2 separate regions of the Mus musculus genome follow, and region 1 is linked to region 2. The links are chromatin contacts, called in public ChIA-PET maps. All regions are on one chromosome and are shown on one strand. The core of a region is the stretch at or near the end of the contact, and the rest is flanking DNA. Distances in the headings are between cores, read along the strand shown.

What was found. ChIA-PET counts read pairs in DNA pulled down with a chosen protein or histone mark.
Region 1: an RNA polymerase II ChIA-PET map of effector CD8 T cells shows a contact between it and region 2, with 6 read pairs. The contact joins two enhancer-like sites. A contact is called at or near these places in 3 of 484 Hi-C or Micro-C datasets (CD4 T cells and LSK cells) and 1 of 115 datasets of contacts at active chromatin or transcription factors (effector CD8 T cells).

What each region holds. Positions count from the first base shown.
Region 1 is chr14:75,191,189-75,196,021 of GRCm38.p6, reverse strand. All of the region lies in intron 2 of Lcp1 (lymphocyte cytosolic protein 1), which reads right to left. Among named protein-coding and RNA genes, the nearest start is that of Cpb2, 49 kb to the left of the region's middle. Within about 2 kb of position 3,566, at least 64 of the 459 cell types and tissues checked have an H3K27ac peak or open chromatin away from gene starts, as enhancers often do. A contact at or near this core is called in effector CD8 T cells, where this site is marked.
Region 2 is chr14:74,831,870-74,837,312 of GRCm38.p6, reverse strand. It overlaps Lrch1 (leucine-rich repeats and calponin homology (CH) domain containing 1), which reads left to right. Exons shown (of 19, transcript NM_001252132.1): 3 at 1,538-1,664. Among named protein-coding and RNA genes, the nearest start is that of Gm52135, 16 kb to the right of the region's middle. Within about 2 kb of position 2,077, at least 24 of the 459 cell types and tissues checked have an H3K27ac peak or open chromatin away from gene starts, as enhancers often do. A contact at or near this core is called in effector CD8 T cells, where this site is marked.

The DNA of each region.
Region 1 (4,833 bases), core at 2,317-4,816, 360 kb before region 2:
AGAAGGACACAGAAGCTGGGAGAATCTAAGACTCACATCTCAGCAACATTCCAACTCTCATTTCACTCCCCTCTTCCCGGCTGTGCACCCAGGCTCCACTCCACCATGCCTTTCTCTCACTCTCTGCACTTGCTCATAGATCAGCAGTCGCTAATAAGCATCTTGAATACCTTAGCTAGTGGGGCATTGAATGTGAACATCATGAGCCTGTCTGGGAATTGCAGAAGAGGAAGTTTGCACTTCTGCATGTTATGCAATGGAGGCCTCTGTTATAGGAAAGTTGCTGTAACTTTACTAAGTTACTATGGCTGAGTTGGCTCATCTCACCTCAACAAGACCAACACCGCACATGCGCATTCATAGCAGGGTCTCCCTAACACACTGCGGCAATTCCTAGAGGCCACAGCAAGTCTGGTTCTACAGCTGTCAGGCAGGCCTCCTTGTTAGACATCCCACACTTGGTATATAGGTGTCCATAGGTGCTTACGTTCCACACATATTTTATGAATGCCTACTATAGGTCAGGCCCTGCTCTTTCTTCCAAGGGAAGCCTGACCTGGTTAGTAACGGAAAAGCACAGCACAAGGACTGTGGTTGAGACGAGTAAACTGGGTCGTGGAATCTAAACCTGGCCCTGGGTTTGCACACAAGAGTGTCCGATTATTGGACACTGTGAGAGACTGCTGAGAAGTTCAAGTAGAAATAGAAATGAGATTGCACTGTGTCAAAAACAGAGCTAAGAGAACTGGAGAGATGGCTCCGCAGTTAAGAACACATACTATGCTAACAGAGGAGATGTATTTGATTCCTAGCACCCACATCGGGTAGCTCGGCAACACCTGTAAGTCCAACTCCAGGGGCCCCGATGTCCTCTGGCCTCACCTGTACAAACGTGGTGTGCATAAACTCATGCAGGCACCCACATATACATAAATAAAAATATAAATAACTTTTAAAGAACAGAGCCATAGAAGCAATAGAAGAACCATCGAAGTGGGAAAAAAAAAAACCTTCAAAGGTCATGGTATAATGAAGGAGAAATGTTTTAGTATAAATACCAAATGTCTCCAAGCATGGTGGCATACCTCTTTATCCCAGCACTCAGGAGGCAGAGGCATGGGGAAATCTCTGAATTTGAGACCAACCTGAACTAGTGAGTTCCAGGACCACAGAGGGGAACCCTGTCTCAACAAAACAAAGCAAAACAAAACAAGCAAACCAACAAAAACCAAAACAACCACAAAATAAAACCAATATGTTGGTCAGGAACAAATGTCTAATATAATGTAACATACCACCTAACAATATTCTCTTTAGAGGTTTGTGGGTGGGAAGATCAACTTGGAGATGAAAATAGTGGAAATAACTTCATGTTTAAAAATCCTCAAGTCTTCATTGGTTCAATAGCTTTGAGAAAGAAAGAAAGGAAGAGAGAAAGAAAGGAAGGAAGGGAGGGAGGGAGAGAAAGATGGAGGCAGGGAGGGAGAGGAAGGGAGAGGGAGGAAAGAAGGGGGGAGAAAAGAGTACTTAAGCAGTATAAGAAATGGGCTGGTAAGAGGGTTGGAGCTGACAGCTTAAGTTGCTGTGGCCACTGTGGGCTGTGTAGGGCCCAGACTTACACAAATCATTGTGTTTCTTTTACCTTCATGCTGAGCAGGACCTAGAAAAACAGCTCCACTTTTAGAGACTGGAGCATCAGATGAAGTTTATTACAGTTTTCTGATTTATGCACGGGGTAAACTGTCATGCAACCACGTGAAATGCTTTGTGCACAAATGCTCCAAGGCCGTTCCAGTTGGTGTTCCCAATACAGAGAAGAGAAGAGAGAGGGTGAAGTTACCCCTAAAAGTCTCAGTGACTTTGACAGAGAGGAGACTCTTCAGCTAATTAGACCAAGTGCGGTGTGGAAAGGAGAGTGCTTCCCCAGCGTGGGGCAGGACATGATTAATGTTCTAACATGCACACCAGCCATGTCTAAGAAGGACATCGCTGCAGTAGTGTCTAATTTTAGATATCGTACATAGTTTATGTGTTTGCCTGAGGGGACTGTGCCCATTTTCATTCCTGCAGTTAGAAGGAGTGGACTATCTTATCACCACCTATTATCCAGGTCCTCAGGGGAAGGTGTCGCTTTGCAATACTAGCACCATATAGGCAGCAGTAAAGGCTCCTACTTGGGTATCAGGAGCCCAAAAAGAAAGAAGGCACGTGTCTTCCAGGGCACGAGGGAGTACTTTCAATTGAGCTTTACAGACTCTGTTGTGAGTATGGTTCATACTATTTATTCTTTTTGCTTCTAGGGCCTATATATATTAATCATGTGTTCTTCCACTGAGCTATATCCCCAGACCCTGCCCGTGCCTTACCTTTTGGTAAAACATTTAATTGTATTTTATTTAGTGTGGGGGAGTGTATGGCTGTGGGTGTGTTACATCGAACAAGTAGGGGTAAGAGGAAAACTCGAATGAGTCCGTTTCTCTTCTTTCAGCATGTGGGGACCCAGGGATCCAACTCCGGTCGTCAGGCTGAGTCCCAATCACCTTTACCTGCTGAGGCATCTCACCAGCTCACGTGTCCCTTTCTAATGACCACACCAACTAACAATGCTCTGCCAGGAAGCATTTCAACTAGCAGTAAGCTCAGGACCTTCCCTTATGGATCCCTACCCAAACCATTAGATCTAAGAGAACGAATCTCAAATCATTTCTCTGGGTCACTTCTGCTTTCCCGTGGGGACTTTGGCCTTTTCGATCCATCGCCATAGAATCCCAAGACAGTTGGCTAAAGAGATCGCTAGGTTTTTTTTTTTTTTCTGTTTGTTGTTTACTTAATTTTAAAACTAGCTCAATACCTCCCCAGCTGCCGAAGCCACAAAGTCTGCTCCTTCTCGACAGACAACAAGGTTTGTGAGAATGAGTTATTACCGAAGAATTTTGACTCAAATTGCCCAAGGACCAGATGCAGAAACCGCGTGTTAGGTGTTTACCACAGATCACAGTGCTGAGGGATTTGCAGAAGAACACGGCTCCTCTAAGTGAGTGTGGACTTAGGAGTGGGGATTTCTCAGGTTTCAGAACTGATTGTGAAAACAGCAGAAAGAGGGGGGCAGCGGCCTGTCCCGGTGTGGTGACGCAGGCTACTCTGGGTGCATCAGTGTTAAGGTTAGGGACAGTAGTGACCAGTTATCCACCTGCTAGAGTCCCAGGCATCTGCCACCTCGTATCACAGGATCAAGGCACACTTCTGCCTGTGCCCCACTTTCTCTGCAATCTGACTCTGTAGGTGAAGGAAAACTGGAAACTTCTGACTCTTGGTCCCAGTTGCATCTGAGCAACCTCAGGGGATCTCAGCATCCACCAGGGGGATGACAGAGCTTCCGGAGACCTCCGAGAACGGTGAACGATCAGAAACGCACTGTCTAAGCAACACAGGAGCTACCGGGGCTGACAGTAGCTTAAGGTGACTAAGATATGAAGCAAAGATGTGACACGGTTCTGTAGCCAAAGAAAACATTCGTACAGTTTAAAAGGGTGAAAGCTGCTTGCCGACTCTGCTTCACAGGAACACCCTTAGGAGAGCTAACAAAGAATATACCGCAACTTACTCTGTGTCACTGATACGGGTTCCTTATGTTCACCTTTCAGAGAAAGGATGACTCCAAAAACACAGCTTTTAAATGACTTTGTTTTTTTGTTTTTGATTTTTGGGGTTTTTTTTGTGGGTTTTTGTTTTTTTCAATTCAGTTTTAGGGATTGTAGAAATGCCTCAGTGGTTAAGAGCACTGGCTGCTCTTGCAGAGAACCTGGGTTTAGATTTCTAACACCCACATGACAGCTCCCATTTATCTGTAACTCCAGTAACTCCAGTTCCAAGGGACCCAGCTCCCTCTTTTGACCTCCACGTGCACCAGGTGCACAATTGGTACACAGACACACAAGCAGGCAAATACCCAAACATACCTTTTTAAAAATGAATTCAATTACAAATGGTCTCAGATATAAATGGGCACTTAAAGGGAATCTTACAAATCCTTCTATCAAGTTTAACCTCAAATTTGACTTTTTTTTTCTGCCAATGCACCAGTTTCCCACAGGCTGTTCTAGGGCACCGACACCTTTCTTTCCAGCCTCTGACCTGAAGGCCTTAGGGGAGAAGACAAAGGAGGCCTGTCACCCGTGAAGCTGCAGCTGGGCCGACACTGCTAGGAAAGCCAGCAGGTCCCAGCACTCTAGCCTGCTCACCACGCTCTGAAAGCCTCTAGAAGTTGGCCATTCAATCAAGGGGCTTCTGAGGTTACAGGGACAGGTCCCAGCCCCATCTCCAACTCAAGAGACTGCACGGCCCCGCCTGTCCTTTCTTGAACATCCCTAATACCCCTGCTCTCTACCAAGATAACCACCCCAAGCTTTGTAAGCAAGGGTGATACACCAGGCTGGAGTCTGAGGGTACTATAGTACACTGGCACCCCTCTTCTTGCTTAGGCTACAGTGCTACCCATGGTACTGGCCTCTTGGGAATCCACAGCTACTGTTCATCTTGCTCTAGGACAGGGATTTTTAAGAACCATGCCCAAAACGTTTGTTCAAAGAACTGATATCGATCAATCTAAAGTTATCGTCTGAATATACACCACCATTCACTCATCCAGGAATGAAATCCCACCTAGTTGTTTCTGTATAAAGCTCTGCTCTAGTTGCTGAGAGATGCAGAAAGAGGAACAAGAATGGGAGCCCCAAAGGCTAGTGCTTCATGAAGCCCACGCTTAAACGTCAAGTCTTGAATGTAACGCGTAGATGATGATTAATGTAATAGTGGGATTTCCTGGAGTGGAAA
Region 2 (5,443 bases), core at 828-3,327:
AAACAAATGACCTGTAAGGTTAAAAGAAAAATGCCCAGACACACACACACACAAACACACACACACACACACACACACACACACACACACACACACACACACACCAAAACAGAACAACAACAACAACAAAAAAAACCCAGACAAACAAAACAAAAAACCCATTCAAAACTATTATATTATATTATCTATTGCTGGGCATAGCTCCTGCCCTTACAAGTGGTTCGTGTATCCAGTGAGGTCCCATTGGAGAAAACTATCTTTTCCTTTGTAAGCAGTTATCAGCTGGAGATAGGTTCTGGGTTAGGGATGGAGCTTGGTGTGAACTTCGGCTTTCACCACTGGGACCCCATCTGGCTTAACCCTGTGCAGACCTCATGCCTCCTGCCACATCTCTGTGTGTTCACATGCATGTCAGCCCTGTTATATCTGGAAGGCCTTGTTTTCTTGGTGTTTCCATCTCCTCCATCTCCTTTCGCTCTTAGAATCTTTTTGTTTCCTCTTCCACAGAGTTCCCTGAGCCCTGACAGGAGGGATCTGATGGTCCCTTTCTCTCTACTTCCCCATCAACCCATAACTATCTATTCTATTTCCCCCAGTCTCTTACTCTGTGTCTAACCTCTGTAGCTATATGGATTGTAGCCCTGCTTACCGGAAACTTATTAGCTAACATCCACATATATGCAAATGCATACCATAGTTGTTCTTTTGGGCCTGGGTTCTCTCATTCAGAATAATTTTTACTAGCTCTATTCATTTACCTGTGAATTTCATTTTTAAAATAGCCAAGTAATAGTCTGTTGTGCGAAGAGACCACTTTTTCATTATCTGTCCATCCTCTGAGGGACATCTAGGTTGTTTCCAGTTTCTGGCTATTATGGACATAGCAGCAATGAACATGGCTCAGCAAGTGTCTCTGGTAGGATGAGGCATCCTTTGGTTATATGCCCAGAGAGGCATAGCTGGTTCTTGTGGTAGGTCAGTTCCCACTGCCACACTGCTTTCTCTAGGAACTATACAAGTTTATACTCCCAACAACGATGGATGTGTGTACCCCTAGCTCTGTGTCCCCACCAGCAGGCACTGTCATTTGTTTTATCCACCTTGGCCATTCTGACCAGTATAAATGAAACCTCAAGTTAGTCGTCAAATTGCATTTTCATACTTGTTATCCAGTCTTGTCTATCCACTCCTTCATTCTTTTTTATGTGTTTTTTTTACCCCACCCCCTTGCCCACTTAAAATTTAAAATTTGAGTGACTTCTTAGACAGAGAATTGGCGTTTTTATTTTTGCAAAATGTTCACAGTTGAGCATGGTGCTGCGGGACTGTAATTGTAGCACTGTGGATGCAGAGAGAGAAGATTGTACTGTTTAAAGCCATCCTAGCCTATTGAGGTTTCCAGGACAGCTAGGCCTACATAGAGATCTCCAGTAACCCAAAGGAAAACGCACTCGCCAACAAAAGAGAGCCCACTTCCAGGCAGCATCATGACGTGGCCTTTCTGTTTACGTGTGTTTTTGTTGTATTGTCTTCACAGTCGAAATCAGCTGTCTGCCCTGCCCGCCTGCCTGTGTGGTCTGCCTCTCAAAGTCTTAATCGCAAGCAACAACAAGCTCGGATCACTGCCTGAAGAGATAGGTCAGCTCAAACAGTTAATGGAGTTGGTATGTTACTGATTTCTAAGATGCTCTTGTTTGTTTAACCGACTATAAGCGTTAGAGGTCCTCTGAAAGACTTTGTTACAGAAGGAAAAAGGAGAAGTCTGTGATCATTCCCCCATCCCCCTCACCCCCCATTGCTCTAACAAAATACCTGAGACTGGGAATTTTATACAACAGACATTTTTAGAATACAGTTTTGGAGGCTGAAAGTACGTGTGATCCGTTTGGCCACTGCTGCGGGCTTTCCTTCCTCACAGCTGATAGCATCATGCTGGGAGCAAATGTGTGAGGGAAAGAGCACATGGCTAGACAGGAAGCCAAAGAGAGGGAGGGGCCAGTTTTACTCTTATATGATGGTCCACTCTCATTGGTCCTTAGTGCCATCCTGTAAGCAGTATGATAACCCTGTCTAAGAGCATGCCCAGTGCTACAATCATCTTCTGCTAGGCTCCATCCCTGAAAGGATCCCTGTGGAGGTTTGAAGATGCTTGGCCCAGGGAGTGACGCTATTAGGAGGTGCAGCTTTGTTGGGGTGGGTGTGGTCTTGTTGGAGGAAGTGTGTTACTGTGGGTGTGGGCTTTAAAACCCTGTCCTAGAAATCAGTCTCCTGTTTGCCTCAGATGAAGATGTAGAACTCTCAGCTCCTCCTGCACCATGCCTGCCTGGAAGCAGCCTGGTTCTGGGATCCTGTAAGGAGTTAGGCATGTCCAGGACAAAACTGTCTCCAGTTCTGGACACAAGCTGTGTGTTTCTTTTGTAGTGAGCTGATCTTTGCTGGGGTCTCCTGTGTTGTTGCCAGCTCCTGGCCTACACCTTACAGCCACAGACCGATCTCCCTCGGGCCTGCAAGTTACAGGGTGTCAGAGTGCCAGCGTGTTGTAGAAGTTTCACTGTTTGATGACAGCTTGAGCTGTAACACCCTCATCCATAGCACTGTTCAGTAGACATCCAGGACACACAAAAAATGTGGTTTAAATGTAGTATGGCTATGTTTAAACAGTTAAAAGAAACAAAAGAAAGTAAGTCCTTGCTATAAATTATATTTAACTCTAGATAGGTCAAACTTATGACCTCCAGTATGTATATGAGAGAAAACTATCCAGGTGGCACTGTTTGTATCCTAATGTTTGTACTAAGTCTTTCCTACCAAGTCCTGTGTGTATCATGCAGGGGCCACACACCACACATAGGACCAACCACACTCTAGTGCTTAGTGCCAACAGGGCTGAGCCACCACTTTGATGTGACAGCTGTGCAACTTTGGTGTATTTTGTTCTGTAGCTCCCTGGGTCTTGGCAAGTGTGCTTTTGGTAAAGAACATTTGGGGGGGGGATGCAGTGGGCTGGTTCAGTGGGTAAAAAAAACCAAGTCATCAAGTCACCAAAAGTCACCAAGACCGATGACTTGAGTTCAGTCCCTTGGACCCACACAGTAGAAGGAGAGAACTGAGTCCCACAGTTGTCCTCTGACCTCCACATGTGGTCTGTGGTGTGCGCACACACTAAAAAAAAATTAAAAACAAACAAACAAACAAACATGCATGACATTTATTTGTGAAGCAGGCAAAATATACTAATGACGTTACTTAAACATGGAGAAGTGATATGGCCAGCCTTGATTCAAGGTCAAAGACTAAAAAAAGATTATTTTCCATCCATCCTCATTTATCTTTGATTTAGTTTTATTTATTTATTTTTTTGATTAAAATAGTAGTGTTACTATAGGTAACCGTGTCATGTCAAATTATTTTTAGTTATCAATTGGGGAGAGAGTTCCCTGGAGAGCCAGATATCATTTTTGAGCAGAAGGCTTTTGTTTTTGTAGTTACAGATTACGGATTTGTTTTTTTTTTAAAAAGTAAAGTTGGGCACTCCCCGGAGCATTCAGAAAACTCACCATTTAAGGCTCGAGTGCTGAGGAAATCACTCCGCCCACTGGGCTCTAAGCATTGTTTGTTGGCTGTTTTGGAAAAGCTGTTTCAAACACTTTCACGTCAGAGTGTTCTGAAGAGAATCATACCCACTTTTAAGTGTGTACCAACATCACCCAGAGTTCACGACCACTTTAGAAACAAAGGCCAGACACCTCATCCATCAGAAAGGAAGCAGTTGTTCCTTCTTAGTTTTGTAAGGAAGTCAGGCTGCAGAACATTGTCCTAGCCTTGCCATCACAACACAACTACCTTATCGTCTTAAGACAAACAGTATCTCATGTCAGCCATAGCCCGCACAGGCAGCTCCCTGCACAGCCAATGCCCCACATGGCCATTGCCCCACACCTATGCTCCCATCTCCCTGCACAGCACACTCATTGTCCCACCCAGCTATTGTCCTGCACAGCCATCTGCCTACCTGGTCAACACCCTGGACAACCAACACCTAGCCATTCTTCTTTCCAGCCCCTGTGTATTTTCCATCTGATGCAGGCACTGGTGCAGGGCAACTGATAGGATCTTAACTCTGTATCTGATCCATTTAGAGTCACTACTGATAAATCAGTCTAGAACTTTCAGACCCCCTTGCCCACTCTGAATCATCTCCTAACCATCTCTCGAGGTTTATCTTGCAGCTTAGATATTGTGTGTGTAAGTGCTGCTTCGTGGGAAGAAGAGCGAAGGCTGACATGTACTGAGCATCTGTTTCTAGTAGGCTGTTAACTATTTTATTTACCGGCATCGTTCCATAAAGCCTTAAAATAACCAGGCAAGGCAGGTAGCACGTTGCTATGTTATAGTCTGGAGCCGGTTCCGTAGTTACTTACCTAAGGGGATGGAGCAACGTGGCTGATTAAAGTCAAACACCAGTACTGAGCTCAGCGGTGTGGAAAATGGTGATTTCTTTCTCTGGAATTCCTTATTACAGTTTGCTGTGACTTTCTTATTAAACTTGTGACAAGCCACAACTTGCAGATGAGCCGGAGACCTTCTCCTTGATGGCCCTGGACAAATAGGCATGTCTGAATGTTTCCTTACAGTAGAACCAGGTCAGGTTGCGAGCATCTGTAGCCTTCTGTAGACTAAATCTCACTTAAACTCAACTAAAACCTTTGGAACTTGTTGAACTTGTGTGTGTATGTGTGTTTGCATGTTTATAAATGTATTTGGAGGCCAGAGATAAGTCTTGGGTGTCTTCCTTAATGGGTTCTCCATTTGCATACGTGTCTCTCTGTGTGTTTGTGTATGCACAAGTGTTGGTATGGTAGTGCATTTATGTGTGTACACGTAACATATGTGCCTGTTCCCGTGCATGGGGAAGCCAGAGAAGGATGTTCAGGGTTCTCTGTCACTCTCTGCCATATTCCCAGGAGACATGATCTCTCGGAGAACCTAGACGCTGTATTTCGGCAAGACTGGCAGGACAGCAGGCCCCAGCAGTCCTCTCTTAGCCTTCCACTCACAGTGCAGAGGACGATAGACACACAGCACCACACTTGGCTTTGAGATTCACTCTGGAGATCTGCCTCAGGTCCTCATACTCCTGCTATAAGGACTCCTACTGAGTGAGGCCAGACTCCGGGACTTCTACCTTATTTTTTGAGGTGGGATCTCTCACTGACTGAGCTATTCTAGCTGACCAGCAAGCCCCAGGAATCTTCTAGTTCCCGTCCCTCCTCCCAGGGCTGGGATTACAGGCAGCTGCTTCTGGCCCAGCTTTTTAACACAGTTGCTGGAGATACAAATTCAATGCCTTACAAGGGTTTCACTGGCCGAGCCATCTCTGGAAATGTGCTTCTTTTTCTGTCCGATCCTGCTGACAGATGAGGTGTGTCTGGTGAGAGGTGCT